2 separate regions of the Rattus norvegicus genome follow, and region 1 is linked to region 2. The links are chromatin contacts, called in public Hi-C maps. All regions are on one chromosome and are shown on one strand. Each heading gives the region's core, a stretch centred on a gene start, on an enhancer-like site or on the middle of the called end of the contact. The rest is flanking DNA. Distances are from core to core; before and after follow the strand shown. Region 1 holds the start of Itgb5 (integrin subunit beta 5). Region 2 overlaps Itgb5 (integrin subunit beta 5).

Evidence for each region. Hi-C and Micro-C count contacts between places; a contact is called where the count stands out from the background.
Region 1: a contact with region 2 is called in a Hi-C map of liver, with 2.1 times the contacts expected there. The contact joins the promoter of Itgb5 here to the enhancer-like site in region 2. A contact is called at or near these places in 7 of 12 Hi-C or Micro-C datasets (the A7r5 cell line, Schwann cells, frontal cortex and 2 more).

Annotation. Positions count from the first base shown.
Region 1 is chr11:80,447,558-80,452,661 of GRCr8, reverse strand. Itgb5 (integrin subunit beta 5) reads left to right here and starts at 3,289. Exons shown (of 15, transcript NM_147139.2): 1 at 3,289-3,405. The coding sequence starts at 3,336.
Region 2 is chr11:80,393,607-80,398,702 of GRCr8, reverse strand. Itgb5 (integrin subunit beta 5) reads left to right here. Exons shown (of 15, transcript NM_147139.2): 5 at 1-59. Among named protein-coding and RNA genes, the nearest start is that of Itgb5, 53 kb to the left of the region's middle. Within about 2 kb of position 1,727, at least 2 of the 93 cell types and tissues checked have an H3K27ac peak or open chromatin away from gene starts, as enhancers often do. A contact at or near this core is called in liver, where this site is marked.

The DNA.
Region 1 (5,104 bases), core at 2,040-4,539, 52 kb before region 2:
AATAGGGGGTTGGGGATTTAGCTCAGCGGTAGAGCGCTTGCCTAGCGAGCACAAGGCCCTGGGTTCGGTCCCCAGCTCCGAAAAAAACAAAAACAAAAACAAAAAAAACCAAAAACAATAACAAACCTTTAAAAAAGATTTTATTTGTGTCTTTGGAGACCTATTTTTTTTAAATATGTGTTGATGTTTTGCCTGCGTGTAAATCTATACACTCCATACATGTAGGGCCTGTGGAGGTCAGAAAAGGATGTTGGATTCCCTGGAACTGCAGTTACAGATAGTTGCTAACTGCCATGTGGGTGGCGGGAACCAAATCTGGCTCCATTGCAAGAGCAGCAAGTGGCTTAACCACTGGGCTGTCTCTCCAGCCCTTCATTCCCACTCCTTCCTTTGTTTGTCTGTTTTGTTGCTGGTTTTGTTTTTCCAGACAGGGTTTCTGCGGGTAGCCCTGGCTGTCCCGGAACTCACTCTGTTGACCAGGCTGGCCTCAGAGATCAGGCTGCCTTAGCTCCCTGAGTGCTGGGTCATATCCATGAGCACCATACATAGCATGTCTCATAGCCATCCTCTCCAAAAGAACCTTTAGAGAGAGAGAGAGAGAGAGAGAGAGAGAGAGAGAGAGAGAGAGACACTTAGTTTATTTTTATTCTAGTGCGTGGGTATTTGTCTTCATGTATGTCCCTGGGCGGTGTGCGTGCAAATGTCTGTAGAGTTCAAAAGGGGTTGTCAGAACCTCAGACAGGCATGGGCTGTCATGCGGGTGCTGGGAGTTGAACCCTGATCCTCCAGAAGAGAGGCCATTTATTTTCACCACTGAACCCCTAATTATTCTTTTAATGGTAAAAGACACATAATGTAAAATTGATCATTTTAGCCATTTTAAGTGGACCATTCTGTGCCAATATTACTATCTGTTTCTGGAACTTTCCCACTATCCCAACTTGAAACTCTATGCTCACGAATAAACTCTCATTCTCTCTTCCCACAAGCCTGTGGTAACATCTGATTTACTCTTTTCTATCGCTTTGTTGGTTCTAGTCACTTTACACAAGTAGAATGTCTGGGCATGGCAGCACACTCCTGTAATCTTAACACTCAGGAGATGCAGGCAAGAGAATCAAGAATTCAATGTCACTGTGTTCAGCTACAGAGAGTTCAAGGCCAGCTTGGGCTAGATGACTCCCCCCCCCCACCCGCATAGAATTATATAATATTTTTCCCTTTGGGTCTATTTCATGTCAGCAGGGTGTTTTAGATTTTGTAATAAGTGTCAGGATTCCTTTTGTTTTGTTTTCTCTTAATTTTGAGACAGGGTCTCTGCATAGCTCTGTCTGTTCTGGAATTTACTATGTAGACACCCCACCCCCACCCCCAGCCTCAAATTTATAAATATGCCTGTTTTTGCTGGGAATAAAGGTGAGCCACCATGCCCAGGTCCACTCCATTTTAGGATCAAATAGATCATCGTGTGTATCTGACACTTTATTTATCTGTGAGCACTCAGATGAAGGACTCGTGTGTGTGTGTGTGTGTGTGTGTGTGTGTGTAGGGGGGTACAAACCACAAGGCAGAAGTTCTGAATTCGAAAAGGTGCCTCAAACCAGCTTTGATGAAGGTTGGATTGCTCAGGGCTCATGGCTTATGGCAGGTCTGGGCAGGCTGGGGACCCAGAGAACCACCAGCTATGTCAGACAGGAGGGGGCTGGGGACCAGAGAACCACCAGAAAAGACAGGAGGCGGCTGGGGAGAATTAGGGCAAGTTGAATCACAGCTCTTTCCAGGTGCGATTTAGACAAATGGCGGTCTGTGCCAGGCGTGGGACAAAGGGGGATGTTTCTGCAGCTATGAAGTGCTCATTTTGGGGGCAGAGAAGATGGGATATTACGGGCCCTGAACTCGAAGACTGTGCGGCACAGGGAGGCTAATATTGTACTTAAAGCAGCATTCCGCCAGCTTTCAGGACTCAACTCTCCTGCTAGCTGATCCTTCCTACACATCCCTGCCAGACTAACCAACACTTCTCACTATTCAACCTTCCAGTTCAAACTCTTTGATCAGCTCCCATAGCGTAGGACCGCCACCTCTAAGCTGGGATAGGAATAGCCCCAAGGCCAATGCCCCCAAGGGCAGGTAATTCCAAGATCTACCTGGGCTGTTTCTGCAGCATGAATTCTACTGGACCATGGCTGGCAGCAAGTGTGACTTTTAAATCAAAACAAAGCCAAAGATGACAGAGTATGGTAGTTGCATATGGTTTAAGAATGAATTTTTAAGTTTACTCTGTATTGGTTCACTTTCCCCTATGCACTACACTACACTTCTGCCAGTGCCACCGAGTCAGAGTTTGGAAGGTGGGCACAACAAAGCTTGTAAGATCCAAATGCCTTAGGTAGGTTTTGCACCCACACCTCCAAGTCCTGACCTTCCAACTGGTTCCTGACCTGCATTCCTAATTTCTGAAAAACATCCTAGCAGTCCCTTCCTCCAGCGTATTAAACCTCAGTGGCTCAGTTTCCTCACCTAAACAAAGGTAGGGATGTTAGGAGTACTCGAGGGGTGAGGACAAGGACAGACAGCACTTAGCACAGTGCCTGCTCAGCAGGGTGCCCTGGGCTTCACCTGAGCTTCTAGTGTCCTCCCTTGCCCATCCCAAGCGTGGCGTCTTGAGATTGAATATGCCGGCGCCTCTGTCCCTCTCAGGCGAGGCCTGGGCTGGCATGCGCTTGTGGCGTGACGAAATGGCCTGGCAGATCCAAGCCGTATCTTCCCTCGATCCTGAAGTCATAACTGAGATTGCTTTGGTCCAAGTAATCTCTGTAGCCCTAAAGGAGCGTGTCCCGCCCCCTCCCGTAGAGGCCAAGATCCGGGAGGAGACCCTAACTAGAAGTTTCGAACCCGCGATCCCCACAAGTGCGTCAGCTGTGACAGCCACCTGGGCAGCCCAGGACCTAGGCGTGCTGGCGGGTCCCGGCGCAGGGCGGAGCTGGTCCGGCCCGGAGCTCGCCCCGCCCCGTCCCGCCTAGCCGTAAACTGACCGAGTGGCGGCCTGCGGGAGAGAGGGGAGGAGAAAGCAGAGAAGAGTTGGGGGCCGGCAGCAGAGGGAGAAGGGAAGGGGCGCCGAGAGCAGACGCGCGGGGACTCGGCGAGGGTACGTCGTAAACGGTGACTACTCCGGGTGTCCCAGCCGGCCAGCGAGGACGATGGTGGCGGCGGGGCGCGGGCCAGCCCGGCCGCGGGCGCCGTGATCCCGAGCGCAGCGCCCGGCATGCCGCTGCGGTCCCCGGCCTCGGCCCCGCTCCGTCCCCGCCGCGCGCCCCCGCCGAGCGGCGCGCACCATGCCGCGGGTGCCCGCGACCCTCTACGCCTGTCTGCTCGGGCTCTGCGCGCTCGTGCCGCGCCTCGCAGGTAAGCCGCGCCGCCCCGCAGCGCGCTCCGTAACTTTTGCTCTCCCGCGGCCGCTTGCGGGAACCGAGGGTGCAGTGCACCCCTGGGCGCTCCCAGATGGGTCGGCGGGGCGCGGGCTTCGGATCTGCGTGCACTGGCCGGTTCCCTCCCGGGCTGAGGAGGAGCCTTCCCTTCCTGTGTAAACAGCGTGCGTCTGGTGGCCGAGCCCGAGGGCGCTGGGGACTTGGGAGGGAAAGTCTCCCCGCCCGGTGCTGGGGCCCCAGCACTGCGCTCGCCTGCACAAAGCAGCCCTTGTGGCCCGCGGAGAGTGATGTGGGGGCTAAAGTACGGCGGCCGGGTCATCCCGGAGGTCTGTGGATAATGCAACTTTCTCTAAGTTTGCTCTAAACTGAAAGTTGTCGCCACTCTCCGTAAGTCCGAAGTCACGGCCCCACCTGGGACACCACCATCTGATCCTGTTCCTGTACGGTGACTCACAAACACCGCGTCCAGACTGCGGAGGGGCTGCTGGCGCTGCCTTAGCCGGATGCACCCTGGCGGTGATGCTGGAGCCCCCAGCTACCTGCGTTAAGTTTTCAGACTTGGGAAGGGCAGTTAAGTCTCTAGAGCCGTGCGGTGGTGGCGCACGCCTTTAACCCCAGCTTTCGGGGGGAGGGGCAGAGGCAGGCGGATCGAGACCAGCCTGTTCTACAGAGCAAGGTCCGACAGCTAAGGGTATACAGTGAAACCCTGTCTCAAACAAACAAACAAACAAACAAACAAACAAACAAACAACAGTCCCTACAGGAAGCTTGATAGTTGGCGCTGTAGCTGCTAGGGTCAGGAGCTTGTCCTACCTCTCTATACCTACCCACTCAAAGCAGGAGTTTCGGAACGTTCTCCTTCCCGTCGGAAGTAATTGTGTATTGATTAAGGGTGCGTCATTCACTTTCAAGCCTGGAGTATTTGTTTGCCTTTCTGAGCCCAGCGGTTGCCTGGCTGCTTTTGGGGAGACCTCTGTTCCCCTACCGCGTCTTGTTTACATGAAGGAGGTCGAGGTTTCCGTCTGAGAGCTAGGAGCGAGTTGAGGAAACAAAAATGTCGTCCCAGTCCAAACTTAATAGTGTAGCAAGGCTGCTCTTATGGAAAAATAAGTAGATCACTGGGACCCCCCACCCCCAGTCTGGCAACCAGTGTCCATCTTTCCTGTTCCAAAAGGTCCCCAGGGAAACGCAAAGAGATGTAGTTTGAATCACCACCCTCTGGAATATATCCTTGTCAGCCTACCTCACTTCTTCAGGAGAGTGTTTTAGTTTGAAGTTATACTCTTTAGAGTTTGGTGGAAATTTTTTCTTTTAAGAGAGTGTGTGTGTGTGTGTGTGTGTGTGTGTGTGTGTGTGTGTGTGTGATGGTGATGGTGTTTTTTAAATTTAAATTTTTGTCAGAATAAACACTCAGCAACCTTACCTTAGTTTCTCCTCTTCTGTTAGCATCCTGTGAGATTCAACTTTGGGATGGTTCTAGTTTCTAGCCATTTGATTCGAATGAAAACTCAAACATTTCCCATCGCAAAAATTTTATCTTTATTAGTTGAGTTTCCCGGAAACCTGTTTTTATCTTATTTATTCCCCCTCCCCCCAATTCTTCCAAGATCCATTCCCCTTCTTTACAGCCCCACTCTGTGTCCATATAAAAAGATGCATTCCGCCTGGGAACTAGG
Region 2 (5,096 bases), core at 478-2,977:
GGAACCGAGATGCCCCCGAGGGGGGCTTTGATGCTGTCCTCCAGGCTGCTGTCTGCAAGGTAAGGACACCCAAATATATGGCTTCCATTCACTCTTACATCAGAGGCTGAGCTCAGCCACCCCTCAGGGAAATCTCCAGCAATCAAGTCAGCTGGACTTGCGATGATGAGTTGAGCTTGCGTTGGGTGTGGCTGTGTGCAATGGGCTATTGCCCTTGCCAGACAGACGCTATTCAGTGTTGATGCATCAGCCCTGGAGGGAAGGCGGAGATTTCAATCAATCGGAAGTGAACTTTGACTTTGAGAGGCTCCCAACTTGGAGAAATGTATAAATGCAATGCAGAAAACAACTTACTGTTAAAATGGGTTTCTACTGTCAAGAAACCGCTACAGTAAAAGATGAACTATTCTGAGCTCATTACTGAAGCACGTGTGTCATGTACTTTTGTTCATCTTCCTGGTCCCTGTGCACGAGCTTAGCGGTTTTCAGTGAGCTCTGTGTAGAATGACCACACTGGTGATGCAGTCTTTAAAAACAATTATTTATCTTTTGAAAATGTTATACGTGGGCTGGAGAGGTGGCTCAGCGGTTAAGAGCGCTGACTGCTCTTCCAGAGGTCCCGAGTTCAAATCCCAGCAACTACAGGGTGGCTCACAACCATCTGTAATGGGATCTGATGCCCTCTTCTGGTGTGTCTGAAGACAGCTACAGTGTACTCATAAATAATAAATAAATAAATCTTAAAAAAAAAAAAAAGAAAATGTTATCCGTATAAGTTATTTCACCTGCATGTACGTAAGCACATTCACGGTTGGTGCTCCCAGAGGTCAGAAGAGGGGGCTTTGAAGTCTTTGGAACTGGAGTTATGGACAGTTGAAAGCTTTCATGTGAGTGACTGAGAATTGAACATGGGTCCTCTGCAACACCGAACCATCTCTCCAGCCTCTTAGCAATGTAGTTTAGGACACCCCCCCTCCCCCCAAGGAATCAGAGAAAGGACTGAAAGAGCTGAAGGGGCTCGAGACCCCATTTGAACAACAATGCCAAGCAACCAGAGCTTCCAGGGACTAAGCCACTACCTAAAGACTATACATGGACTGACCCTGGACTCTGACCTCATAGGTAGCAATGAATATCCTAGTAAGAGCACCAGTGGAAGGGGAAGCCCTGGGTCTGCTAAGACTGAACCCCCAGTGAACGTGATTATTGAGGGGAGGGCGGTAATGGGGGGATGGGGAGGATGGGGAGGGGAACACCTATATAGTAGGGGAGGGGTTAGGGGAATGTTGGCCTGGAAACCGGGAAAGGGGACAACATTTGAAATGTTTGAAATGTAAATAAGAAATACCCAATTTAATAAAGATGGGGAAAAAAAACTATGGGAGTTCATTAGTGGTGGAGTGGTAGGGACATTTAAATGTTGGGCAGGTCAGGGAAGCGATTAAAGCATAGCTTCAAGGCCACACACACAGACACACACACACACACACACACACACACACACACACACACACACACGCGCGCGGTGTCTGCCATTTGCTTCCTGGGTGATCAGCACTTGGGTTTCTGAATGCGGATGCAGGGTTTGTTCCAAACTCACTTCCCTCTCTAATCTGCATTTGACACTGATAAGAAAGCCACTGTTTTCCGGTCAGACCTCCGACAGAGCTGGCTAAGGGGAAGGAAAAGACACAGAAAGCATCAGGACTCTCCTTCCTGGTCCCTCTGGCTGTGTCACTGTGGAGGCCGGGATTGGGGGTGGGTGTGTGTGGTGGTGGAGATCCCCTTCAGAGTGGGAGGTCACAGTGGCTTCCCATCCGGGTGGCTGCTGGCCATTGATACATAGTCTAAATCCTGGTGGTTTTTTCAGCAGTCTGAAGGCCAAATGGAACACAGCTATAAGATGCTCGTCCCTGCACCTTCTGTGTGTCACGAAATAGTTTGTGGCTTGTACTCTTCGTCACTTCCTTTTTGACTGTCGTTCAGATATTGACTGAAGAGGCAAAGTCTTCACAGACATTCTGTCGAATTCTACATTTTGTCAGGGACAAACAATGCAGGGGGAAAAAATATGTAAGATTGCCCTTACCTCTTTATCCAGAGACTTTGGTGGATTTTCTTTGGGGGAAGTCATCTTTAAGGCTGAGATGGGAGAGAAGGTGGGAGAGAAACTCAGGTCAGGCCATGCCCAGCACCAGTAATTTTAGATGAAGACCACATTAAGTGCTGGGACCACTCGTGTCTGGTCCAGGGAGAAGCCAGAGCCACGCTTGTGCCTGTAGATTCGTCCTATGCCACCCTGAATGGGTAGAATAGTCCACCCATTCAAGTTCAGTATTACAGAGGCCTCCAGCACATGTCCTAAGCACATTGCTTGAACCTGGTGAGTTCTCATTGACAGAGAGGCACTGAATGAGCCTGTGTCAGCCTTAGGCCTGTTGTACGTTTATTTCTCCATGGTGTTGGCCACAGGAAAAGTTAATAATTGTTTAGAATTATGCAGTCTGTAAGCCGCCGATTTCTCTTTACCTTTCCCCCAGTTCTGTGCTATGGAGTTACGTTTAGACATGTGCCAAGACATTTCTTTATCATTTGAAATTGCCTAATTTTTAATAAATGTCATTTTCCCCAGCTTATTACAGACTTTCCTAATGTAGCAAAAATGTCAAGAATAGATCACAGGCCAGCTTTTGGTGAATGACTAGGCAATAATATCATATCATTAAAAATCTTAGTAACGTGAGGGCCAGGATGGCTGGGCACACCTGTAATCTCAGCAGTTAGAAGTCAGAGGCCGACAGATTTCTGTGAGTTCGAGGCCAACCTTGTCTAGAAAGCGAGTTCTGGGACAGCCAGCACTACATAAAAAGAACAAGACAAAACAAAAAAAGCCAAGCCTGGGTCCCACAAACCTGATCAATGGAAGGAGAGAGCCGCTCCCTCAGGTTGTCCTCTGACTGCCTTACGAATGCCGTGGCACGTATGCACACACATGGAAAAGAAGGAAAATACTGGAAATCAACCAAAAAACGATAGCGATATTTTTAGGGTATAGAATTATATGGTTTTTGTTTTTCTTGGTGGCTTTAAGTCTTTTATATTTGTCTAAATTTCTATAACAAATGTGTGCTATTTAACATTGAAGCACTTCAAACAGAATGGTGGAAAAAATGGAGAAATTAAACCACATGTGTCCCTTGTTTGCCATTAGTGATCCCTCATGGCCAGTCTCACTTGTGTTCACAAAGACCTGGTTCCGCTAGCTCAGATGTCATTTCCAACACCCTGGCCAGCTCCTCCTAAGGGCCAGAGTTGCCTGGATAGCCTGTCCTGCAGCGAGCACATGTCCACCTCTGCTTCAGTTGACCTTTGCTTTCCGGGGACCGGTCTGAGAACAAGTCTGACTCACAGCATCATGGGTTCTCCTTGGCCCTGGTTTCCCTGGGTCGGACTCTTCATTGTCAACTTGTGGGCCTTAGGTTGTGACCTGGCTGTCTTTAAAGTCTAGCTCTAAGGCATACTCTGTTTCTTGGAAAGGTGATCTTTGCAGAAGATCTCTTTGAGATTCTACTCAGGACGAGGACCGTGCTTTTACCAGTGATAGTGGTGTGTGTGTGTGTGTGTGTGTGTGTGTGTGTGTGTGTGTGTGTGAGAGAGAGAGGAAGGGAGGGAGAGAGGGAGGGAGGAAGGGAGAGAGGGAGGGAGGAAGGGAGAGAGGGAGAGAGGGAGAGAAAGAGATCGGAGCATTTCTTCCTACCTTGTTGTGTCAGGGTTGCTTCCTATGCTGTGCGCTCCAGGCTAACTGGCCGGCAAGCTTCCAAAAACAAGGCTTGGAAAAACGACACAAGTCTAAGTAAGGTCTACAAGAAGTTAGGCAGGTTCAAAGGAGCCAAGGGGTGATTCTGCTGCCTTCGCCTCCCATCTGGCCATAGAAGTGCCAGAATTACAGATGCATCCCCCTCCTACAGCCCCCCCCCCCATCAGGTTTTTTATGTGGGTTCTGGGTCAAATTCAGGTTTCCAGGCTTGTGCAGCTAGTGTTTTTACAAATTGAGCCATCTTCAGTGCTCCCGCCCCAACCCCCACTCATGCCCCTCCTGCTTCCCCCCCCCCACCCCCCACTCCTGCCTGCTCTGCCTCTGCCTCTGCCTCTCTGGTGCTGGGATTAAAGGCATGTGCCACAGGGTCTGACTTTTTTTTTTTTTTTTTTTTTTTTAATTAAAGGCTTTATTCTATAATGGCCAGTGTTTCCCTTTCCTGGGCCTCCGTCATGGCCTCTTCATGGCCCTAGCCTAGAGTCACTTACCTGGTTGTGGCTGGGCTCTTGCACACCTGGGGGGTTTTATTCCCCACCTCCTGTGCTCACCCCCTCCCCTCACAGCAGCCCTCCATCTGCAGGTTCCATCCACTGAAGCCGCCTGCATCTTCCCGTCCCACGTCAGGGTGGTGTGATTGTCCCAGACGGCGAGTCATTGCCAACACATTTCACCCACTGTGCGTTTTGTACTACGGCTCGGTCCTGGCGCTTGCTGTGCATTCTATAGGTGTTAATAACTGAGGAGCTGCCCTCTTCCTATCACAGTATTGCACAGGGCAGCTTTCCCATCCCCAGAGTCCCGTGTTCAACCTCATCCCTCAACCTGTTCTTGAACATCAGTGTGTGTGTGTGTGTGTGTGTGTGTGTGTGCGCGTGCGCGTGGGTGTGGTGTGTGTGTATCTGTGTATGTAGGGGGTGGGTGTTGGTTCAGATCTGGAAGACTGGAATTTGAACCTTGGACCTGTAATATGCTGTCTACCACTGAGTGACAGCCCCAGCCCTTTGAACTGCTGCTCCTTTCTGTGCGTGTCTAACCTGGCTCACTTGTGCTGCAGACGTCAGCTTAATTGACTACCATACTCCCCGACTGACACCCTCACTGCGTCAGGGTCTCCTAAGTACTTGGTCACTTCCATCCCAGTTATCACTGTACTTTGGCTATTACTTGAATGGCATGCCTCCTCATTGATACACTAAAGGTCTCGTCATTGTCATACCTCTGGGTCCCCAGCACCCACCCAGGAAGGACACTGCCTGGCACAGGCGAGGTCTCTGTCACA